Linked DNA regions of Canis lupus: region 1 is linked to region 2. The links are chromatin contacts, called in public Hi-C maps. All regions are on one chromosome and are shown on one strand. The core of a region is the stretch at or near the end of the contact, and the rest is flanking DNA. Distances in the headings are between cores, read along the strand shown. Region 1 has its middle 15 kb from the start of NRP2. Region 2 has its middle 190 kb from the start of PARD3B.

Region 1 (4,934 bases), core at 1,979-4,478, 1.2 Mb after region 2:
AGGCAGACGCTCAACCACTGAGCCACCAGGCGTCTCTGACTATATTTTTTTTTAAGAGAATATAGTCGGCCTCCTTCCAAGTCAGTTGGGCATCATTAGAAGTTTAGTGTCCATTCTCTCTGCCTGCTCCTTGTAACATAAGCCAAATGGTCAACCAGCGACTCTTCACCTGACACTAGGTCCCAGTGTTTGGGCGTTTCTCCTCTCTTCCGCATGTGCCCCCATCAGAAGCCTTCATTCTCATCCCTTCCTCTCCATTTGCATCGTATTATTCCCAGTAGGGTTAGTCCTGGGTCCGGTGGGTAGAATGAAAGCTCTTCAGGGACAAGGTTGGAACCTCTGAAAGCACAGCACGCTGCCTGATACATAGTGGGATCTTGAGTTTACTAACTGAGGTTGGCTGTGACATACTGCTCATTAGATTTAAGGGAAAGCCAAGGCACAAAAGAATGACTTTTTAAATTCTGAGCTCAACCTGGCCGGGCCAATCGAAAATACGTAAGTGTAATTGGTGTGTGTGTATATGTGTATGTTTTAACTCACAGGATTTTTGTTGACTGGATTGGGGTATATTATTGGGTGCATGATGATGGGCTCCAACCCTGGTTCCAGATGGCCTGAGTTCGAATCTTGAAACACTGTGTGACTTTGGGCTAATTATTGCCTCTCTGTGTCTCATCCTCCTTATCTGTAAAAATGGGCCAAAAATAAGGCTACCTCATTACTGTGAAAATTAAATTGGTGCCGGTAGAACAGATAGAATAGTGTCCAGATCATAGCAGATACTCAAAAAATGTAAGCTAATATTATTAAGGGGGAAGTCGGCCTTAGAGCACTCATTCAACTGTGGGTGTAGAGATACAGCATCCATCCCCTCTCCTCTACCACACAAGGTGCACTTTATAGTTTTTCTGATTGTTCTGGCTGTGAAATTGGGTGCTTGTTTCGCCACACTGAATCACTGTCCTGTGGGGTTAGGCAGCAGGTGGCATGACCGTGAAAGTCCGTGATGGTGTGTCACCGCCACGGCAAGTCACGGATGGTGTTCCGAGACACTGTTACGAAAACCAGCGAGAAGAGACCAGGGACCCCATCAAGCTTCGGTTAAGAATCACAGAGCTCTTCCTTTCGTTCTTGTCAATGTTTTTTTTTTTCTGTTTTGTTACTTTCATGAGCATTTATTTTTCTTTATTGTGTCCCAATGGTAGGTTTTTGCTCTCTATGTTTGGACATAAACTTTTACTTTTTCGCTGATTTCCTTCCCCACTAGCCCTCATCTGATCTTTATTTGCATCCCTTTGCTTGTGTGAGAAACATAGTTGTTCATGAGTGTCAAATGGATGAAACAATTCTCATGGTAAGGCAAGTTTATACGTCCGCTGAGGCTCCCATAAGGTAACTCCTGACCTACATGCACTTCATTCATAGAGCTTTGAAATTTGTTCAACTTGCTAACAAGTCAGAGAGTATTTACAGAGGAGGGATGAGTCAAATGGGGAACATGAACAGATGGAGAAGAGCCAGTTGTTATGCTTCAAGAGTACATTTCCCACATTGGAACGCATCAAAGCCTGGCGGTATATACTGCATGCAAGTCACCCACATAGTATAAAACTGATTTAATTTACTACCAAACGCTTTGTTTTGCCATTACATAATCACAAATGTGCCCCCAAAGAGGCAGTATTGGAACGTAAGCCAGGGCAAGGAGCCAGCCAGACATGAGTTCTAGTCCTCGTTAGAAAACTCCTTCTACTTCCTTACAAATCCTCTGTGGCCAGTCTGATCTGTGACAGAGACGTACCTTGACACCACTCTGGTCTGTTGACTTGTCTTCCATGCACCTGGCTATGATATGCAGCTTACCAGGAAGCCTCTGAAGCATGCTGAAGATATTAAAGGGTAACTGACCTCGTGCCTTGGGGCGTTGAAGTGACTCCCTCCACTACCCATATCCTGCCTACCCCGTTGTGCAATCACTTTTCTGAAAACAGAACTCAGTGCAGCTAGAGAAAGGCCTGGAGAGGATGGCTCTCAACACATTTCCCCCACAAGGCCCTGCTGTTAAATCCCCCACAAGCTCTAGGAGCAAATTGTCAGCGATCCACTTAGCCGGCCCTAAACACCTCAGCCGCCTCTACTGGATGAAGAAAATTGCTTTCAGGGATAGATGCATCTCAAGAAAGTTGGCTACAAAATGGATTTCTATAAAGAGAATTCCATTTTCTCCTGGCTTCCATTACAAAATTGGAAAATTTGTCACACCAGGGGGGGAAATCCTCTCAGGAGACTAAAATGAACATTTGGGATGAAAAAGAAATTAACGTAAAGCCATAGCAATGGCACGTCTCTCGTTGGAATGCACCAGTGCCTGCTGGGAACCACCTAATGGTTTACTTTTCTTTTGAACCACTTCCAGCATTTTGTAGAAGTGTTGGAACTCATGAACCTTAGACACACTGCCAGTCCTTTTCCCTCCTCACCCACATCTATGAGAATTTTCCCCATGATTGAAGGTTCCACTTCCGTGGTCTTACACCTCTCAAAACTTGCTAGGGCTCGCTCATACTAGTAGAATATGGCATTAGGTAGCAACATGACGTTTTACTCCTTCATTCAGTCATTTACACCCAGCTTTATTCCTATAAATAATTTGATGTGGCTTACAGGGATAAAGACGATAAAATGGTATGTTTGCATTTCAGATTTAATTCTGCTTGTTTGCCCTAATTAAGTCAATTTTGACATTTTAATGTCATAAGTTATAGCACTGAATAATAAATATTAATCTGTTTGAGTCGGAAGAGTTTGAGAGGTCGTCTAGTCCTACCTCCCACCCAACATAGCTTCCGTCACACCCTGTCCAGTGAAATGGAGAGAGATTTCTACTTCAGCTCTATCACAAATTATTAAGAAACCACACAAACTTCTTTCACATAATGGTTCACGGGAAGCCTTCATTGATGACATGAAGCTTGGTGAGTGTTCCACTGAGTGAAGAAAAGTTTGAGTTTCTGTGGGAAGACTCTGTTACAAGTAACCCGATGAGTGCCACTATCAGGCGACAGGTTTTTTTTTCTCTCTCAGTAGGATTGGTAGCTTCTTTTTCAGTTTTTCTCCCTTTTAAGGTTTGTGAAAAAGCCAGAGTCTTCATTCTTGGAACCGTAGCTCCCTCTCTGCCCACGCCCACCTCCAGAACAAAACTGCTCATCTCATGGTCATCTACACTGACTCAGTGGAATTTCCTGCACTCTGTTCAAGGAATCCCTCTGCCCTAAACTTCCCCTTTTCTGGGTCAGTTCCCCCAGTTATTTCCTCTTTAAAGACTTCACAAAGAAGGCACAGAGTCCTTCTCTCGGCCCCACAAGATGTGACTATAGCTCTCCTGTGGGGAGAGGAAACAAGGACAGGAACATTGATCTGACTGCTTAGCTGGTCAGGTGATTGCAGAGACCTCCTCTGATCTCCCGACCCATCTGCAGGGCCAAGGACACCTCCTTCTGGCTAGGTCACACCTCCTCAGAGTGGGCTAAGTCCCACTGCCTCTATCACATTGTTCCAGGATCACAGGGAGCACCCATACCACGTAAAGCAGGTTTGCATAATCTGCGTCCAAGACCTTATGCTGTCACAACCCCCAAGATCTCAGTGACCTACATGGTGAGGTTTGTGGCTCGCTCTCGGCACACATCAGCATGGCTCACCTGCAGCTCAGCTCTGCTCTCTGTTTCCTCCTCGTGCCGGGATCTAGGCTGATGGGGCAGCCCTTGGCTGGTACCTGCCATTCTCATGGCAAAGGGCAACACTGACCCTCACGAGAGCTCTCCAAGTATCTGCTTGCAGGTTACACCGTGGCACTTCCACTCAGATTCCAACGGCCAAAGCACATTACATGGTCAAGTCTAACATCAAAAGGGTAGAGACATGCACTAAACCTTAGAGAAGGCACTGCACACCACAGAGCAAAGGAAAGATGTATCATCCTTTTGCAGCTAATGAGGAGAATAATTGGGACCAATAATACCCGCTATCTCAGGGACATTAAAGTTTGGGGAAGAGTCCCACAGAGGAGCTAACCAGCTTATTCCAACTATAGGGTTTCATGGACTTGCACTGTCCAGATTTTTGGGGCAACACCTCACTGCTATTTCTTCAGGCAGCACTCAATGTCCTTCAAAGATTTTCTTATCCCTTCCTCATGCCACACTCTTCACTTCTTACCTCCCTCCTCATCTCTCTCTCTCTCTCACACACACACACAACGGCAACTGGGTCTTCTTTGCTCTCCCTAATTCCCTACCTCCCCTTCATTCCCAGGCTGTCGGCCTTCCCAAAGCTTCCTCTTGTGTGCCTCAGAAATCTTTGGGGGCACGAGGGACAGATGTTCTTGGCTGTTCCCATTTCTTCTGTTGGTTAAGGCAACGGGAACCTTTGTCAAGACCTTGTGGTCAAGAGAAGGAAAGAAAGACACAGTGTAGGCTTGACTTTAAGAGGCAAATCGCTGTCGTCTGCTCTCTGAATTCCTTCACTTATGGGCACATTCTAAATAGATCAGGAGCCTCACGCTGCAAGAGTTTACCTTCTGCCCATAGGTTTTCCTAAGTTTATAGATGAGATTCCTACTGTCCCTGCTGGCAAGCCTTTGGGACCTTCTTCAGCTAAAAGGATATCAACCTCCTCACAACCTTTGGTCACATACAGATTACTCTTCTGTTGACTTATCCTTGAGGGACGTGCCCCAGAGCATCACTTTTAAGATTTCTCAGTGTGTGTATGTGTGTGTTTTCCGGCCTGGGGCTTTTTGTTTATTTGTTTTCAGCACTAAGTAGAGTCACTTTTGCCACTTGGTCAAATGGAAGCCCAGATGCAGGGTACCAACCACATCCGTCGAGCAATCTCATCCTACCACCACCGCCACGTTTTCCTCTCTCTTC
Region 2 (4,849 bases), core at 1,556-4,055:
TCATTTCTAATGGCTGAGGAATATTCCATTGTATACATAGACCACAGCTTCTTTATCCACTCATCTTTCGATGGACCCCGAGGCTCCTTCCACAGTTTGGCTATTGTGGACATTGCTGCTATAAACATCGGGGTGCAGGTGTCCCGGCGTTTCATTGCATCCGTATCTTTGGGGTAAATCCCCAGCAGTGCAATCGCTGGGTTGTAGGGCAGGTCTATTTTAAACTCTTTGAGGAACCTCCACACAGTTTTCCAGAGTGGCTGCACCATTTCACATTCCCACCAACAGTGTAAGAGGGTTCCCTTTTCTCCACATCCTCTCCAACATTTGTGGTTTCCTGCCTTGTTAATTTTCCCCATTCTCACTGGAGTGAGGTGGGATCTCATTGTGGTTTTGATTTGTATTTCCCTGATGGCAAGTGATGCAGAGCATTTTCTCATGTGCGTGTTGGCCATGTCTATGTCTTCCTCTGTGAGATTTCTCTTCATGTCTTTTGCCCATTTCATGATTGGATTGTTTGTTTCTTTGGTGTTGAGTTTAATAAGTTCTTTATAGAACTTGGAAACTAGCCCTTTATCTGATACGTCATTTACAAATATCTTCTCCCATTCTGTACGTTATCTTTTAGTTTTGTTGACTGTATCCTTTGCTGTGCAAAAGCTTCTTATCTCATGAATAAATAAATAAAATCTTAATAAATAAATAAAAATAAATAAATAAATAAATGTAAAAAAAAAAAAAAGTATTTCAAGTCAGTGAAATGTACCACACATGTAATCTACAGGTTGAGGAGAACTGTCAAGCCAAGACTAGGAATTTAGAAGCTAGGTAAGAAAAGATTGGCACATTTAAATATATAAAATATCCAGAGTATTTGTATTGCAGAAGATCCAATAAATAAAATCACAGGCAAATATCAGAGCTGGGAAAACGTAACTAACAGATTTTAAAAGAGATGGTATCTGCAACATACCAAATCCTCTTAATATTGTCAATAAGTTAATCCCACAGAAATGTAGGTAAAAGATACAAATAGACAAATCACTGAAGATCAGCACATTGAAATGGCCAAATGCATTTTCTAAATGCTCAAAATCACTAGTAGTCAGGGAAATGCAAATTAAAGTAACAATGAGATGCCATTTTATAACCATCAGACAGACAAATTAGTAAGAATTATCACACCAAGTGATGGTGGACTGGTGGGGATGTGATGGAAAGGGTGTTCTTACATACCATGACAGAAATGTGGAGTGTTATAGCTATTTAGGAAAGCAATTTAGCAATAATTATAAAAATTGAAATTACATTTACTATTCAACTCAGCAATTCTGCTGTTGAAAGTTATTTATCTCATAAAAATAAAAGCACCAATACATGAAGATACGTGTGTGTGTGTGTGTGTGTGTGTATCATCACTATTCAAAAAAAAAAAAAAAAGACAACAACCTGGAAACAACATAAATGCCCATCAGTAAGCAAACACCCAAAATATTATGGAATAGTCACAGCATAGAGTAGTAAGGAGAATGACCCAGAGCTGTATCAGTTGACTTAATTTTTTTACATAGTTTTGTTAGTGGACGAGTTAAAGAAAAGTATCTGACATAATATAAGGTAATATAATAATACAGAATCTAATAGAATGTAGACTATAACCTCATTTTATAAAACAACAATGGCAACTATAAGAGTACTATATTATAGCGAGAAAAATACAGAAGAACACACATTTACAACATTGCTTACTTAGGAAGGAAACATAGAAGTATGATGAAGGAGAGTAACCATCCACCCTGGTTTGCCTGCGACTCCGGGCTTTTCCAGGATGGGGGGTTTTCACTGCTAAGCCAGGGCCAACCTCAAGTAAACTGGGTAGGTCAACCTAGAGGTGCCAATTATAAGATGGAGTGGGGAAGGAATTCAAGCAAAAAAAGGTGAAAAAAGGGTATGACTGACATTATGTAATCATATATACATTCAGGTAAAATTCTGTATCTGGGTTGAAATTTGTAAATGTAAGTCTTGAAAATACTTATTTTCATAGTTTCTATAGGACTTAGGGAAAGATTGAAGTCCTGCTCATGGGCTTCTGGAATTCAGAGGAAGTTACTCTAAAGATAAAAGGGCTACAGTGTCTGGGTGGCTCGATCTGCTAAGCATCTGCCCTCAGTTCAGGTCATGATCCCAGGGTCCTGGGATTGATCCTTGATCCCTGTTCTTCCTTCCTCCTCTGCCACTTCCCCTCCTTGTGCTCGCTCATAAATAAATAAATAAATAAATAAATAAATAAATAAATAAATAAATGGCTAAAGGCAGCATAGATTAGCAATGAAATAAATATCATTTATTCGCTCATTGCAAAAGAGTTCATTAAACATCTATTCTCTGTGTTAATTTACCTATTACTAACACAACCCAGAGAAGGTAGCCAGGAAATGTATCAAATAAACAAGCAAATATCTGATCATAATTACAATAAATGTAATTATTATAATAATCACAACATATTATAACATATATACCAAATGATAGAATAACAAATGCTTTAGTAGAAGTAAAAACAGAAGCCTAGGAGAACACAGAAGAGGGGCCACTGGCTTTGCTGAGTGGAATCGTGGAGACATATCAGGAGAGGAATATTGAGGATTTGAAAAAACAAGTAAGAGTTTGCAAAATGGAGAAAGGACAAATGAAAATATAGAAAGCAAGAACACCCTGTGGAAGGCCAAGAGCCATGTAAAAGCAGAGCATATTTGGAAAAGAATAAGAAGTTTCCTGGGGTCCATGTTTGGGGCCAGAAGTCAAGGGAGGGGAGGCAAGAAGCTGAAACTCTGCAACTAGGGAGAGGGGAGGCCGTGGAAGGCCCTGTGCACCGTGCCAGGGAGTCCAAATTCGTTTGGAAGGCACTAGGGAGACAGAAAAAGTCTCACATTAGGGAAGAGACACCATCGGATTTCGTTTTTAGGAAGATAACACAAGCACCAAGGTGGCAAATTGACTTTACGTCAAATGCCAGTTCCAATTGATGGGTCATGAGAGCTTGAAGGACAACGTTAAGAAAGACTGTGCGATCACCCATGTCTGGGCTCAGCAGTGAAAGTGCCATGACCGATTAGCCTTGTCTACTATGGACATGGCAGCAGGGGAATGGTGACAAAGCTGCCACGCGTTTCCCCATGCTACATCTACCAGCCACACGGAGGGGGGACCGCGTGGAAGAGCGGGTGACTTGACTAATCTCTAGGAGGTCTGATGCCGTCTTTGACATCCCAGAGGTAGAGTGGAGGAACCAGATTCAGAAATCTCAGAGGTGAAATCGGTAGGACCCACTGAGGGAAGTCAGGAGTGGAGGCGACCCAGGCGCTAAGGTCATCTCTGGCTCATAAGCAAGCTTCAGACCAGGATGGCTTTATGATATTGGACTCAGCCCCACTTGGGTTTCCTCTACGCCTCATAGAACGCGCCATGACTAAGCAGTCCTGCGAGCTGCGGGGGCACATCCAACAATTCTTGCCACCAAATCACTTTCTGGTGTCTGGTCCTGGCTGCTTCTCCCAGCAGGCCTTGTGATTGATTCTCCAGAGCAGCTCTCAGAGGTTGAAAGTTCCTCCTAGAGCTGAAAACAGGAAGCAGCCTCCACTCACCTGGCCCAGGGGCCAGGAAGGCGTGTGTGTACACTGACACACCAGCAGTGTGCATTCCCATTATGTCAGCAGTGTTTACCATCACCGGGCACTTCCTGTGACAGAGGAGCATGGCTCAATCTCTTCACCAGCAGAGAGGAAATGACTAACCGCAGGAAATCATCCCTCCCCCCACCCCTAGCCCCCCAAAATGGAGATGCTCTGGGACTTTCACTAAAAATATCAAGACCATCTAAAAATACAGTCGGACAGCCCTGCTCTTGCCCCAGGAAATCCTGACCAAAGCTCATCTTACATCACCGCCAGCCCTTGTCAGAGTGGCCTCCCGGTGTCCCCCCCTACCTGTCCTCTTTGCTTGAAGCTCATTTGGAAATCAGTGTGCACCTGCCTTTCCCAACAGCAAGAGAGCAAAGAATGGCTGGCCCCACTTGCATCAACAGGCGCCTCCCCAAGGGACGAGCGGTCTTCCAAAACTCTTCCCCAAGCACCAGCACCCAAGTGGCTTCATTTCCTGTCTGGTTGACTTCCTCCAGACTCATTATGGTTTCAGTGTCATTTTCCAGAGCAGGAAAGAGAGTGCAGGAGCGTGGCCCTTAGCAGCCTGGAGTGGACATGCAGTGGCTGACCTGGAGGAGAGAGAGTCCCAATGAAGCCATTTGTTAGGAAACCAGTGACAGGCACTTAGAGTACTTGGTGAAGGTGGCGCTGTTGCTGCTGCTGGTTCCTGGGGCTCCGTTTGCTACAGATTCTTCCTCAAGCTAAGAAGTCACGGCTAATGTCATCATTTGCCTTGTGGGAGGGGAGAAGGAGGCTCCTGGAGGGCTGTGCTGATCCAGAGGCAGACTTGGGGGAGAAATGACTGAACCCCAGTCCAAGGGAGAGGGATGGGGGAAACGAGACATAATTTTTGATTCAGTCCTTGCCTCCTACACTAGGGGAAGGTTTCCCAGTGACTGAACGGAGTCGTTAGCTGTTCTTCCCAAACAAGGAGGCAGGAAAGTGTGGTCTGAGGACCCCCACTCCCGGGGCGCCTAGCAGCAGAGTGCTGGGTGAAGCCTTTGAAGTTGGGCTCCCAGGTGTGAACTCTGTTTCCACTACGTTCTGGGCAGAGCAGAGGACTTCAGCTCGGCAAGCCTCTGTCTCTCAGCTGCAAAACGGGGTTTGTTCTGAAGAAGGATGAAAACCAGGAATGAACGGTGCTC

The links. Hi-C and Micro-C count contacts between places; a contact is called where the count stands out from the background.
Region 1: a contact with region 2 is called in a Hi-C map of skin fibroblasts, with 3 times the contacts expected there. The contact joins two enhancer-like sites. A contact is called at or near these places in 2 of 9 Hi-C or Micro-C datasets (amygdala and skin fibroblasts).

The regions. Positions count from the first base shown.
Region 1 is chr37:14,133,138-14,138,071 of UU_Cfam_GSD_1.0, forward strand. No RefSeq gene overlaps it. Among named protein-coding and RNA genes, the nearest start is that of NRP2, 15 kb to the right of the region's middle. Within about 2 kb of position 3,229, at least 2 of the 20 cell types and tissues checked have an H3K27ac peak or open chromatin away from gene starts, as enhancers often do.
Region 2 is chr37:12,919,261-12,924,109 of UU_Cfam_GSD_1.0, forward strand. No RefSeq gene overlaps it. Among named protein-coding and RNA genes, the nearest start is that of PARD3B, 190 kb to the right of the region's middle. Within about 2 kb of position 2,806, at least 3 of the 20 cell types and tissues checked have an H3K27ac peak or open chromatin away from gene starts, as enhancers often do.